2 separate regions of the Rattus norvegicus genome follow, and region 2 is linked to region 1. A link is a contact called in public Hi-C data. All regions are on one chromosome and are shown on one strand. Each heading gives the region's core, a stretch centred on a gene start, on an enhancer-like site or on the middle of the called end of the contact. The rest is flanking DNA. Distances are from core to core; before and after follow the strand shown.

Evidence for each region. Hi-C and Micro-C count contacts between places; a contact is called where the count stands out from the background.
Region 2: a contact with region 1 is called in a Hi-C map of Schwann cells, with 4 times the contacts expected there. The contact joins the promoter of Commd3 here to the promoter of Dnajc1 in region 1. A contact is called at or near these places in 6 of 12 Hi-C or Micro-C datasets (the A7r5 cell line, Schwann cells, frontal cortex and 3 more) and 1 of 1 datasets of contacts at active chromatin or transcription factors (oligodendrocytes).

What each region holds. Positions count from the first base shown.
Region 1 is chr17:86,017,892-86,024,803 of GRCr8, reverse strand. Dnajc1 (DnaJ heat shock protein family (Hsp40) member C1) reads left to right here and starts at 4,372. Exons shown (of 12, transcript NM_001400837.1): 1 at 4,372-4,863. The coding sequence starts at 4,621. It overlaps LOC134482756 (a long non-coding RNA gene), which reads left to right and starts at 4,870. Exons shown (of 2, transcript XR_010059278.1): 1 at 4,870-6,912.
Region 2 is chr17:86,230,741-86,237,354 of GRCr8, reverse strand. It overlaps Commd3 (COMM domain containing 3), which reads right to left and starts at 1,492. Exons shown (of 8, transcript NM_198732.3): 1 at 1,287-1,492; 2 at 1-61. The coding sequence starts at 1,425. LOC134482616 (a long non-coding RNA gene) reads left to right here and starts at 1,692. Exons shown (of 2, transcript XR_010059002.1): 1 at 1,692-1,845; 2 at 1,946-2,128.

The sequences.
Region 1 (6,912 bases), core at 3,123-5,622:
TAAAGAGGACAAGGCAGCAGTTTCAGTATACTGACAAAGCGTTCAGACTGTCACCATTATCTAATTTAACTCTATTAAAGAAAGCTAGCGGGGTTGGGGATTTAGCTCAGCGGTAGAGCGCTTGCCTAACAAGCACAAGGCCCTGGGTTCGGTCCCCAGCTCCGAAAAAAAGAAAAGAAAAAAAAAAAAAAGAAAGAAAAAGAAAGCTAGCATCCATTCATAGTGAATCTCTAACATCCCCTACCGTCAACCCTAACAAACCACTAATCTATTTTCTAAGTTTATCTATTCTGGACATTTTGCAAAAAAAAGAATCATAAAATAAATGATAATTTTTGACAGTTTTTTTTCTCACTAGGCATATTTTCTGAGTTCATAACACATCACTTTTTTTAAAGTTTTTTTTAAGATTTATTTATTTTATTTATATGAGTATGGTATAACTGTTTTCAGACACACCAGAAGAAGGCATTGAATCCCATTACAGATGGTTGTGAGCCATCATGTAGTTGCTAGGAATTGAACTCAGAACCTCTGGAAGAGCAGTCAGTGCTCTTAACTCCTGAGCCATCTCTCCAGCCCCACTTCACTTCTTTTTATTGCTGAAAAATAATGCCGTTGGGAATAATAATGATATTATTTAGCTACACCACATTTAAGAAAAATTCATACATTAATTGTGGAGCATTGATGTTTCTCTTGCTCCCAGATTCCTTAGTTGCCTATAGCTTTGTAGTTTGTCTAGGGTTGAGGCCTTATGAGCTCCCCCCAACCCCATTAGCTTGTCTATTGGTGTCATTTTTATAAAGGATGACACAATCAATATTCAGGATGACACAGGATAATACAGTTCAGACACAATCTCTCTTCTCTTAAATCTTCCCCTGTTCCCCAATGATCCCTGAGCCTTAAGTGCAGGAGTTGTGTTACAGATGTCAGTTGAGGCTGAGCTCCCATTTTGATGGCTGTAGTTTTCTGTAATGGTCTGTATTTGTTACAAAAAAAAGTTTCTTTGAGAGTAACTGTGAGAGTTACAGTAATCTCTTAGTATAAGGACAAATATTTAGAGTTTAGATTGGGATTATTCCAGCTATCAACTTTGATATTGTTGTAATATAAAAGTAATCATTTCTGTGTAATTTTATCTTTTAGCATGTTTGCAGTTGGTGTCATATCTAAGGAGTCATTGGCTAAAGGCCACTAATATTATTCCGGTTTTTTTTTTTTTTTTTGGTTCTTTTTTTTTTTTTTTCCGGAGCTGGGGACCAAACCCAGGGCCTTGCGCTTCCTAGGCAAGTGCTCTACCACTGAGCTAAATCCCCAACACCGGGTTTTTGTTTCCAAGACTTCTCAATTTTCAACATTTCCATTTAGATCTGTGATTCATTTTGAGTGACGTTTTGCTTCTGTGTCTTTATGATTGTCATCACTTCTGTAAAACTACTATTCCTTCAAATGTCACTTCTGCTCCGGAAGTGTTTTGAGGTTTGTTATACACATGCTAGGTTTATTCTTTGCACACCTGAACTGTTTTTTAAATTCTGTTCTTCCTCCATTCTTTTTCTTTCAGTTTGGTTATTTTTATTGTCTTGACCTTTCCCAAACCCACTAATCTCTTGTTTGCAGGTTAACTCTTTTACTGAGTTCTTTATTTCATATATTATAATTTTCAGGATTTTTTCCACTGATTCTGTTAAAATTCTGTACCTTGTTATATATTTTACCCGCCTTCCCCTCCTCCATCTTATGACCCATTGCTTTATTTTGTAATAAGTCATTTTAAATAGTCATCTCAAAGCTTTAACATCTGGTTTATCTGTGGGATTCTATAATCTTCTTTTCCTCTTCCTTATCATTGGTCAAAACTTCCTATTCTTGTTATGTCTTACACTTAAAAATAACCACCACATATTCCAGAGTTTTATACAAAATTCCCATAGACAGCGTAGATGCTTATTTTCCACTAAAATGGAAATTAGACAAGTTGGGTGAGTGTCTGACATCTTCTACACAGTCACAGATGAGCTGGATTGTGACTGGAATGTAGAGTTATTAAGATGCAGTCGACTGCTGCTTTCTTTCTGTTTGTGATTCCTTTGAACTTTTGATCAAGAACCAGAAAAGCACTCATCTCCTTGGCCTTAGAGATCTTCTTCATGTAACTTCAGAAGCATTTGCAGTGGTTTTGAGTGTGAAGAATAATGCCCATGCAGTTGAGGTAGGCTAGTCCTTCTAGTTAAGAACTAACGAACGAACAAATGAACGAACTAACTAACTAACTAACCCAACAACAGCCAGTTGTGAACAGGAAGGCCAAGAATCTAGTAGTTGCTTGGTTCCACAATGATAAGTAGTTCAGCTGGTCTTCTGTATAAGCTGGAATCCTGAAAAAGTAGGCTCCAACAGATGTGCTGGCAAAGTGAACACAAGCAGGCAAAGAAGTACGAACCCTTCCTCCTTCCATCGCTCCTATGTAATCCTCCAGCAGGTATGGCCCAGATTAAAGGTGTGTCTCAAGATCAAGATCTGGATCAAAGGTGTGCGGCTTTCCAGCCTCAAGATCTGAATCAAAAGCTTGTGTCGTCCAGCCTCAGGATCCGGGACTCAGGTGTGCCCTCCACTTCTGGATTGTATTTTATCCAGGTATAGTGGAGTTACACTCGGCATAGCCGTCACATGCCTTATATTGGTAGATGGTGTTACTCTGAGCCCAGCTCCTGAACGTCAAGCAATATCCAAGACTTAGCAGGTGTCTTGTGGGACTGCTGGTTGTAAGTTTGGGACTTCTTTGTACTCTTAGTCCATTTACGATTCAAAGCAAACATTTCACTGCTTTCTTTTTATCTGTGTAAAGTCCCTCAGAGCAGGCTAAAGCCAGCCACTCCATGCCTAGGATCAGTAAACGTCACCATGGAAGAAAACAGCAGATAACTGCCCTTAGTCCCAGACAAAGGATTTATTCAACTGTGTTAACAGTTAACACAAAAAATGACAAGTTTGAATTGCAGTAAGAACATTGTCTCGGAGAAGGAGGCATCATTCAAACTGGATGGGAAGAACCCTCAAGATCAATGCCTGTGAAAAGCACTGGATTGAAGAAAGAGGAAACTCTACTCCTGTATCAGCCTGGCCTTAGGAAGTGGTACACTCCCTGAAAATGGAGTAAGTCTTTGGAGTTCTTGGACAACACAGAGTCCTATCTGCTAAAGCTCATACTAATACTGCTACAGTTGTGGCAAGATCACACCACTTTCAAATAACATGCCACTGAATAACATCATCAAATATGGGAAAGATAGATGTTGGGTAAAAAGTTTTTGTAACCATATTATTTTTGACAATTTCACTCATCAAATAATGAAACATCCGCTTCAATATAGAGAGACTTGGTAAAGATGACAGGTCTTTAAAAAAAAAAGATTTCTTAATTTCTATGCATATGTACACGTCTGCCTATGTGTATGGACACATGCACAGGTGCCTGTGGAAGCTAGAAGAGGGTGTTGGATCACCTGGAGCTAAATTACAGGCGGCTGTGAACCACCTCAATGTGGGTACTGGGAACAAAGCTCAGGTCCTCTGCAAGAGCAAGAAGTGGTCTTCATCGAGGAGTTAACACTAGGCCCAAAATTAGTTTTACTTTAAGGAAATAAACTTCAGATTTAAAAGAATATTTTAAAATTTATTTATATGTATGCGTATTTGCTTGCTTGATTTATGTGTATCATGTGTGTGTAGGATCCTGCAGAAGCCAGAAGAGGGCTTCAGAATTCCTGGAAATTACAGGCTGCTTATTTGCACGGATTATTACCCGCAAATCTTAATTCATATTTAGAAGTATAATTTTTTTTTCTTGGTTAAATTCCCTTTTGTGCCCGCTCCCCCCCAAACCACACTGGAGTGTATCTGTGCCTTTTAGGTATTAATTCAATTTATCCTATCTTTACTGATTAAATAAAAACATGCACAGGGGAGTTGGGGATTTAGCTCAGTGGTAGGGCGCTTGCCTAGCAAACGCAAGGCCTTGGGTTCGGTCCCCAGCTCCGAAAAAAAAGAAAAAGAAAAAAACATGCACAGGAACAGAAGCCTTAATCAATAAAATACATCCACCCTGAAATATGCTTTTAATATCAATACATAGGAAAACAAGATAGAAGGCATAGGGAAGAAAACCTACAGGTAGGAGGCATTCTGGGCCCTGGAGGTCTGAGATTGTCAACCTCCCTCAGCCAGCGTGGAAAGGCTGTTCTCCCAGGCCGGAATCCAGAGTGCTTGGCGTTCCTACTTCCGGCCTCGGCCCCGCCCCGCAGTTGCTAGGAGACGTGATGTCACCGGAAGCGAGGCCTGGGATAGGCTGAGGCCTGGGGAAGCCTCTCCCACAAGGCAGCCTGGCTCCCGGCGCTGGCTCTCCAGCTGTTCTTAGGCCGGGGCGAGGGTCCGGAGAGGGAGAGCGGGCTGCGACTGGTCTCCGCTCCCCGGCCCCCTTCTCCGCGTCTATTGGTGCTTCCGTGGAGCCGGCAGCCTGGCTGGCCGCTTCCGGGCGGCTGCCCGCGCTCCTGACTGACAGGCGCCGTCCCCACTGCCCGCGCCACCCGCCACGTCCCCTCTCTCGGCCGGCGCATGGCGTGGCTGCGGACCGCTCTCTCGGAGTCCAGCAATATGTGGGTTCCCGGCTTCGGACCCGCGCGACTTCCCCGGCGTCCTGGGCTGGTGTCGTCCTCGATGCGGCCGCTGTGGCCGCTGCTTCTGTTTCTGCTGGTGGCCGTGCGGCCGGTGCGCGCCTGGGAGAGCGGAGACCTGGAGTTGTTCGACTTGGTGGAGGAGGTGCAGTTGAACTTCTATGAGTTCCTCGGGGTGCAGCAGGTAAGCGCGCCGGCCGCGGCGGAGGGGTAGAGGGGGACCTCCTCACTCAGCTGAGTCGTCTTGACCGCCATCTCTTCCCAGTCCACTGTCGGTCCAACTTCAGAAGTTCTGATCTAAGTGTTAGGCTGGACCGTGCAACTAGCTTGGGAGTGCTGATACCTTTTCTTTGGCTTTCTGGAGACCATCCTTCCCCCACCTCTGAAGCTGTGCTGAAGGAAGAAGGAAGAGAGGTGTAGGCAGACCGTTTTTTTTTTTTTAATACTTACCCAGTCTTAAGTGTGACACAGTAACCATGTATCACCCCAAATTGTCATCTTCCCACTTAAACATATTTTTACTTCATCTGCCTCCTCCCTCGTCCTTCCTGGGAAGACAGAAATACATTTTGCCCAGCGTCTGTTAGCAGTTTTCTTGCACTGTATTTTGTAATCGTTATAGCCAGCTGTTAGTGTTGGTGTTGCAGTTAGAGGTCTGGAAGAATTTGAAACCTCCTCCGGTTTGGTCTTAGGACTCATAGAAGCTGTGAAGCTTTCAGGGTTTGAGGTGTTTGGGGTGCTGTTGGAAGAGGAGCCCGGTATAGTATTGTGTATATGTCCTTTCCTCTCCATTCATTTCTGTTCTGGATGTAACTTGCATCTTTAACTTGTAAAATCTATTGTTCTCTTTTATTTCTACTTGAAAGTGAGTGAGGGGATTTGTTCAGGCTCTACCTCAAACAATGAACAGAAAAATGAAGACATGTCACTAACTTCATGATCATAAAATGAAAGAATTTCCCAAGCTCTGATTGAGTCCTTCACACAAGATATGAGTTGTGGAGCTAAAACAACAACAGCAACAACAACAACAACAACAGCAACAAAAGACACATTTAACAGAACTAGCTAAGAAATGTACCTCTTCCTGTACGTTATGAAATAGGAAACTTTCAAAGAAAATTAATTGGACTATTAAACAGAAGCTTAATTTTCATTCATTGCATTTTAATTCCATGATTGCATATAAAATTATTGAGTATAAAATTGCCACGGTACTGAACTTAACAGTTCTCATTTTTTAAGAGTTAAAAATATTATGTACAGTGGTTTTGTGGTCATTGTAAGGTGTTACCTTGTGCTACTTCCTGCTCATAGAGGAAAAAATATGCCTCATTTCCAAAGTAAATGATAATGCAGTGTATGTAACAATAGTTAGTGAGAATGTAAGTTTGAAGACTTTATTTAGGCTTAGGCTTTTGAGATAGGGTCTTCATGTAGCTTAGCCTATCCTCTAAACTGTTATTCTCCAGCCTCAGGCTCCTCCTGGATGTTGAGATTATAGGCTTTTCCCACTACACATGGTCAGAAGGTTCATTTCACTTTTTAACTCAAAAAAAAAAATCTAGATTAGGTAGAACAGAAAATAATTCCTTTAAATATTTTTCATTTATTTGTTTGTTTTTTATTTTATTTAAGTTAATTACCTCCTCTCTCCACACCCAAGGTTTCTCACTGTGCTGCACTGACTGGCCTGGAACTTACTAGGTTGACCAGGCTAGCCTCAAACTCATAGCTATCCATCCACCTACCTCAAGGAGTACTGGAATTGGCGACATGTGCCAATATCCCTGGTAGAATCCCTTCCATGTTAGTGTGTGTTTATCTACCTCTGTCAGTGCGTTTACATGTGTTTTCTTAGTACCACACCACAGTGCTTCTCTAGGTTTTGTTGTTGTTATTGTTTTGTTTGTAATATTTGACCTGCATGTCTGTGTGTTTACCACCTTGTGCCTGGCGCCCACAGAAGCCAGAATAGGACAGCTATCTGCTCCCCTGGGACTGGAATTACAAACAGTTGTGAGCTGCCTTGTGGCTGTTGAGAATCAAATCTGGGCCTTTGAAAGAACAACCAGTGCTCTTAACCACTGAACCCCCAGGAATGTTCTTTATTGCATTTATTTTTTGTTTATTTGTTTCCGTAGTTATTATACTTACCATGACAAACATGGAGGTCAGAGTACAGCTCTTGGAAGTTGGTGTTTTCTTTCCCAGGGTTTAAACTGAGTAGGTG
Region 2 (6,614 bases), core at 243-2,742, 220 kb before region 1:
GCAGCTGCCCCATGACAATGCTTTAAAACCACTGGGTCGATATGTTTCAAGTCTGGGTGATCTAAAATAAAGTAATTGCTAAAGATTACAAATTCTTTAGACCCCTGTTCCTAAGAGGAATATTTTAGTTTTGGTAAAACTACCCTTTTAGAAAATATAACAAAAATTCAATTGTAAATGGATGAGAGGAACAAGGTCAATTGCAAAACAATAAAGAGAATAGATCAATAATCTGCTGTCAATCTCTTTTCAATTATCTTCTTTTATTTCGTCTTAATATTTAAAAAAAACTCAAAGGGAGTAGTGGTTGCTGGGTGGACTGAAAAGCAAAGGAGAAACTGAAGGTAGTTTACACAGTGTAAAATTCAAAATGAACAACTTTCAAAAGATGACATTTTAGAGTAATTGGCTCCGTGAACATAAATACATCAAGGAAACTTGACAGGAGGGCATACATTAGCATGCACAACAGAAATGTCAAAACCTCATTAGTATCTTCAAGTCCCTCCACCCCTACACACACAGCTCCCAGGTGGTGGTTACTATTTTTCTTTTTTCTTTTGGCTTGAAGAATAGCTTCCACTTTCATACTTTTTGTCCAAGTGTCTAGTATGACTAGAGGGACGGGGGACCCAAGGAGTTCTGGAATGTGTTGATGGACTTGAGGAAATTATCTAGAAGTGATTTGTCTTAAAGTATGCTCTTAATCCATTATGACAACTGCATTCTGCGACCAGCCGTTTAAAAGTCTCTCTTCCTGGTAACCGCCGCAGAACAAAACATTATGAAGGTTCTGGGCTTAACACACTGACCGCCTGTGCTGGAGTGATCACAGGATCCGGAGGTGTTGTCTAGGTTGGAAAATGTCAGTGCTATTTGACCCAGCCGTTACTTCGGAAACAGCCCCCTTTCAACCCCCTCTAGCCCAGCCGGGGGAGGCTGAATCATAGGACCTCCCCAGTTGAAGTCCAAATGTCAAAACAGCCGCAGCCTCCAAGGAGGCTGAAAACCCCACACATTTAGGCCACAAACAAGAGTTGAACGCGGCTTTACAAAGGAACAAAGAGACGGGCAGGAAAACCAGGCCAGGAGCGTGGAGCTGGCCGCGTGTAGGTGCCCTGCGGGGGCACAGCGGCACTCAGGGCCCACTCGGGTCCCCACAGTCCGGCCGAGAGCTGGGCGAAGCCCGGGGACTTGCCCGGGCCGGAGCTATGCCCAAGGCGCCGGGCTGGCGGCTCTGCCCGGCGCCCCTCCGCCCAGGCCGCGGCGGCGGGCGAGCCGCTTACCTAGCGCGGCCTCGTCCGCCTGGGCGTCCAGCAGGCTCTGGAAAGCCGCCCGGAGGAGAAGCGCGAAGGCGCTGGAGTCAAAGGAACCGGGATCCGCCAGCGTCTGGATGCCTCTCTGTACATACTCGGAGAGCTCCATTGTGAGCGCGCCGTGACCTTCGACATGCGCACCACGTGACTCGGGACGCGCGCCCAGCTGATCGGGCGCGCGCACCCGCCGCTGGGCGGCTCGGGGAGGTTCGGCAACGGCTCGGGACGGTTCGGGGAGGTTCGGGCGGTGGCTCGGGGAGGTTCGGGAGGGTTCGGGGGGAAGCTCGGGCGGCGGCTGGGCCTCTCGCTTCAGCCGCCCTGCCGGCCTCGGTCGGGACGCTGCGGCCTTTCCTTCGGTCTCTGAGTAGCTGGCCTCGGCCGCGGCGGCCGCAGATGCCCATTGGACCGGCTTGGCGCTCACCTGGGGCCGCACCAGCTCTGTCCCCACCCGGCCTGGTGCCCGGAGGCGCGGGAATCCGGCCGCCGCGAGTGTGGCTAAAAGCTGGGCTTCGGGACAGCGGGAGACTCAGTGCGTGTATTAACTCGCCAGCCTGACCCACAGCGCTGCCCTTTTGTGAGACTGAGGACATCTTAAATACACAAGTTTTACCTTGTCTTTGTCACTTCAGGAATATGGCAAAAGATTTCTGCGTGGTGTGCACGAGACACAGGCATAAAGAACGCGTGTGCGCGCTCCCGGTACTTAACAATTGGGAGATTAATAAATTATTCATGAACGTATTTGACAGGATTATTAAAAATTTTTATGCTGCTGTGAATAAATACCTTTCGAAAGCATTCTGTCATATAAATTTTGTGCTCCTAAACTTACTACGTGCGTGGCGTTAATTGCTCAATAGAGTCTTCGTAAATATATACGAGATACTTATCTGAAGTACGGTTAGGAATGGCAAGATCTTTAGTGTAAATGAAATACTTTTTCAGATACTCATAACTTCAAAGACAAAATCCTGTATAAAGTTTAACTTCCTCCTTTTTTTTCTACGAAGTTGGTTTAGGAGAACAAGAATAGTTCTTTGTTAAGAAAACCGCGAAGTAAGATACATTAGGCTTTTTTTTTTAATTAAAAGAGTTTGAAAACTAAAAAAAAAAAAAAATTCCAGTTTTGGAAAGGAGAAAGCGGCCATAGAACAAGAGTTGTCTTTTACTCTCCCAGGGCAATGACAGTTTCAACTTGAAACACTTTTGTCTTTCCTAATTTAAGTGTTTATTTGTGGGGGGGAAAGGTTGTTACTAGTGAATAAAGTCAGTATGTCAGTATGTCACGTTGTCACATCGGACAGTACCCCACTTCACAGTAACAGGACGCAGATGGAATGCTTTAGCGTCTAACAAGTTGAATAGCGCTGCTCAGCCAAGCTTTGAAAAAGCCCGTGCAGTCCCCTTTCTAGGTGAGAACTCACCAGCATGAAAGGCTTAGAAGTATCCCTAGGGTTTTCAAGGAACAAGTACCTATTAATTATGCCCTCTTTCCCCCTCCCTAATTCTCTGCTGCTTTTTTAACCCTCCCCCCACCCAAGACAGTTGAAAAACTTCAAGATACTTGATTTGCACAGGGATTATTTTACAGGGAAGATCCGTGTATATGTTAATATTAACAACACTGAAACATCCTCTTTGTGATATAATTTATGACCACTGAGTGTTACCATGCTAATGGAATTTGAGTTGATAGCTCTGATCATAGTTTACTATGAAAAATGAAAAGATAAATGTGTGAGCCCAGGCTTTTCAAAAGGCTGTTCAGAAGAGAATAGTGAGCAAATGGTCGTGAGTTTGTGGGCATAAAAGCTAGGCAGCTCACAATGCTCACTTCCCCTCATAGTCCTCACATTCTGCATGCCCGTGTGTCAGTATTTACAGGGCACTTGTCTTTTCTGTCTAAATATATTCATGGGATAGGCCCGAGTAATGGCTACATTTCTAGCTCTCCCGAAACATTTAAACCATGATTTTTTTCATGCTAAAAATTAGTTTGTCTTACAATAGGTAATTTTTCCTTTTTTCGCTTTGGTGAGTATTTATTTCATTTAATGAACATATGTGCCTTGGATCAGCCCTTGCAAAACATGATTATTAAACGACATGCTGTAGACTTCCTTGGTCACAGTCATGAAATCCACACATTTTATATTGTTAGAAAAACTGGACAGCATTCTGAAAGTGAGCAAGTAAGTACTTAAACATTTTTTGCTTCCATGGCAGAAATTAGTCTTGAAACTCCATTCAACTTTACAAAGTTTTGCAGACTCAAAGCCAATAGACTCTATATGACCTCAAAGGACATTTTCAAAGAAGAGTTTGGGGAGCAGAAAAAGAACAATACTCAAGCATCTTCATGCCAACATGTGCCTTGCCTTTATTGTTACAAATATTGAAGTACCAGGTACTGGTAAGTTTGTTTTACTTTTTAGGAACCTAGAAGTTATTTCAAGAACTAAAAAGTATCCTTTAAAACAATGTTTTAGAGTTTCTGAGTACACCGAATCCTTTGAACAGGCTGTTTTAACATCTTAATGATGGCTACTGCATTGCCATTGCAAAGACAACTGGCCAGGACTTCAGTACGATTCCTGTGGTCAGCCTTCCCCCATGGCCTTATTCCTGCATTATGTCAGCTTTATGAATTAGAAACCATTTTTAGGTAAGCAAGTACTTTTTGCTTTTGTGCAGAGAAAGCCGAGAGAAGGTGTTTCTTTAAAGAGTCCATTGGACATCTGTGGGCAGAAAATCAAACCAATATGCATCAATGTCTGTAAGATATCTACAGGTTTGATAAAGAGGATAGTAAGGATCTGTTTGGCTCCTGCCCATCAAACTACCTGCTCATCCTCTATGGCTAGAGAAGATGACAACAGGTACCCAAAGGCTACCCATACAACAGAAACCATTTTGCTTATTACTCCCAATATGGTTTCTTTGATAATTATAATAAGCTCTTGAAAAAAATTCTCTAATGAAAATAGAATTTATTGTTTTTTTTTAAACCATCCTTACCACAACTGGACAGTTGGAAAGAATATTTAACCGAGTTATACATTACCTTTGGAGATTTTAGGTCAAAAGCTATTTCTAAAATTTATAGGTCCTACCCACATATGCATTTATTGTATTAAGTGTCTAACTTGGTAAGGCACAGTAGGACTAGGGATTTTAATGGTCAGGCTTGTACCCTCAAGGCTATAGAGTTCCAGTGATCTGAGTGTTAAAAGGAGATAGTAAAGCTTCCCCCCCAACCACCACCCCAGTTAAATATAAAAGGAAATCTCAACTTCTAAAATGCTCATTGCTACAATAATTACTTAAATGTATATAACAATTTTCTCAATAAGCTAGATATAGTCTAGCTTAGTCTGTAAGTGTGGATTTGAGAACAAAATTCAAATTCAGTTCAATGGAGTCAGAGTCACTATGGGAGGGAAAGTGAGACCTGATATAGCCCAAAGAAACTAGGTCCTGGAAGTGGAAACCCGTGATAAAATGTTCTCTGAAAAGCTCAGAAAAGCCATCACTATGGTTTTGCACAAGCATTTTGGGTTTTTCTCCTTGAAATTTTAATTTAAGATATTGAAATTAAATAGTAAATGGCTCCATTTTCATTTAAATACAATTTTCACCATTTCGTACCATTTTCTCCTTTTAAATGAGTACACATAAAGTATAAAAACTTCAAAATTGAACAATAAGGAAAGTTAAATAGCTTAGATCCAAGATTCCAAAAGGCCAAATTATGCTGCCGAAAGATTCTTTTTCTTTTAAAGGAAACATCTCAAGGCCTGTCCTAAAGGAAGGGCGCTAATTTCATGAAAACTTTGTAAATAGAGAATTCTATAGTCAAGATAGTGACAAGAAATCTTTGGCGTGTCTGAAGTGAAATGTGAGAGCTACCATCACTGGTACCTTGCCATGGTTGTGTTAACTGCCAAGGTGAGAGCAAGGCGACTATAAAACTGAAGGGACATGCATGAACATCAAGTTATATTTGTTTCTTTGTTCCTTTGTTTTTCAAGATAGGGTTTTTGTCTGTGTATCCCTGGCTGCCCTGGATTCACTTTGTAGATGAGGCTGGCCTCAAACTTGCAAAGATCTGCCTGCCTCTGCCTCCTGAGGGCTGAGATTAAAGGCCTGTACCACCAGGAGCAAGGGCATGTTACTTATTTTCAGTGTCAAGTCTTTGTAACCAATCGCTCTAGAAAATCAGCAACCTCTTTTAGACAAATTCCCTGCACATTAGTAAATAATTTCTTCCCTTTAGGGCTGCAGGGTAACACCAGAATGAAGGTGTCCGAGTGTTTGCTTTGCAGCAAAGTAGTTAAGTTAGAAGGGAATGTCTGAGTCACATGTGCCAAAGTTACGAGAGACGAATGAGGAAATGTTTTGTGAGAAGGAAACGGGAATGTACTACTGTCATTTGTCAATAGACAAAGGCAGACTTCTGGGAAGAAACAGAGCATCCTAACATCATCCAGTGACAAAAGAATGAGCTGAATTCTGGTTTTTGGAATTTCAACACTGATCGAAAACACTAATGTGTCCTCAAAGTCATCAAGCGGCCTAGGTGACTTCAACTTTTCTTTTTTAAAAATAGATGGTTAAAAGGAAGTTTACCCTTGAAACAACATTTTTACCTCCATCACCAGTGAATAGCTGTGACAGTCAGGAGATGGTCAGTCATCTAGCAAATTCTATTAAATAGATTAAATAGACAATGAATACAGGTCCTCAATTGCAGGGCTCCCCCACCCCCTCTCTGTTAGAGTTATAAAGATCACACCTTCAGCGTCCAAGGGCATTGATTTGGTGTCAGTTCGAATGACCCACGGTTCAGCTGAAAAAGGGTAAAAAGGAAGCTCAGACCTGTGGAGACAAGTTCATGCTGACGGATGTATCAAATTCCTTCTGTGTACAGCCTGTCCGTTACATTGTTAGGATATTTTTAAGGAGAGAGAGAAAGGAAGAAAGAGAAATTAAAAGCAAGAATGAAGGTGTAGCAGGGAAGAAAAGCCTTATCCTTTACCAGGAGAAAAATCAAAGAGGCTGCTTCCTTTTTTTTTTCACATGTGTTCAGTTCAAGACTTCCTTAGCTGTACTAGTTCCAACAGGGCACCATGGTAGCATCCCAGGCAGACTGGGCGGGCCAGCTTCCATGTGCTCCACCACTCTACCACAGTAGGGGCTATCTGCTCGAGTCTCCTCCCTCTTGGCTTCTAGACTTAGAACTGATTCTAACTCTATTTTCTCGGGCTTCAGAAATTGTAATTTTGGTCAGACCCATGA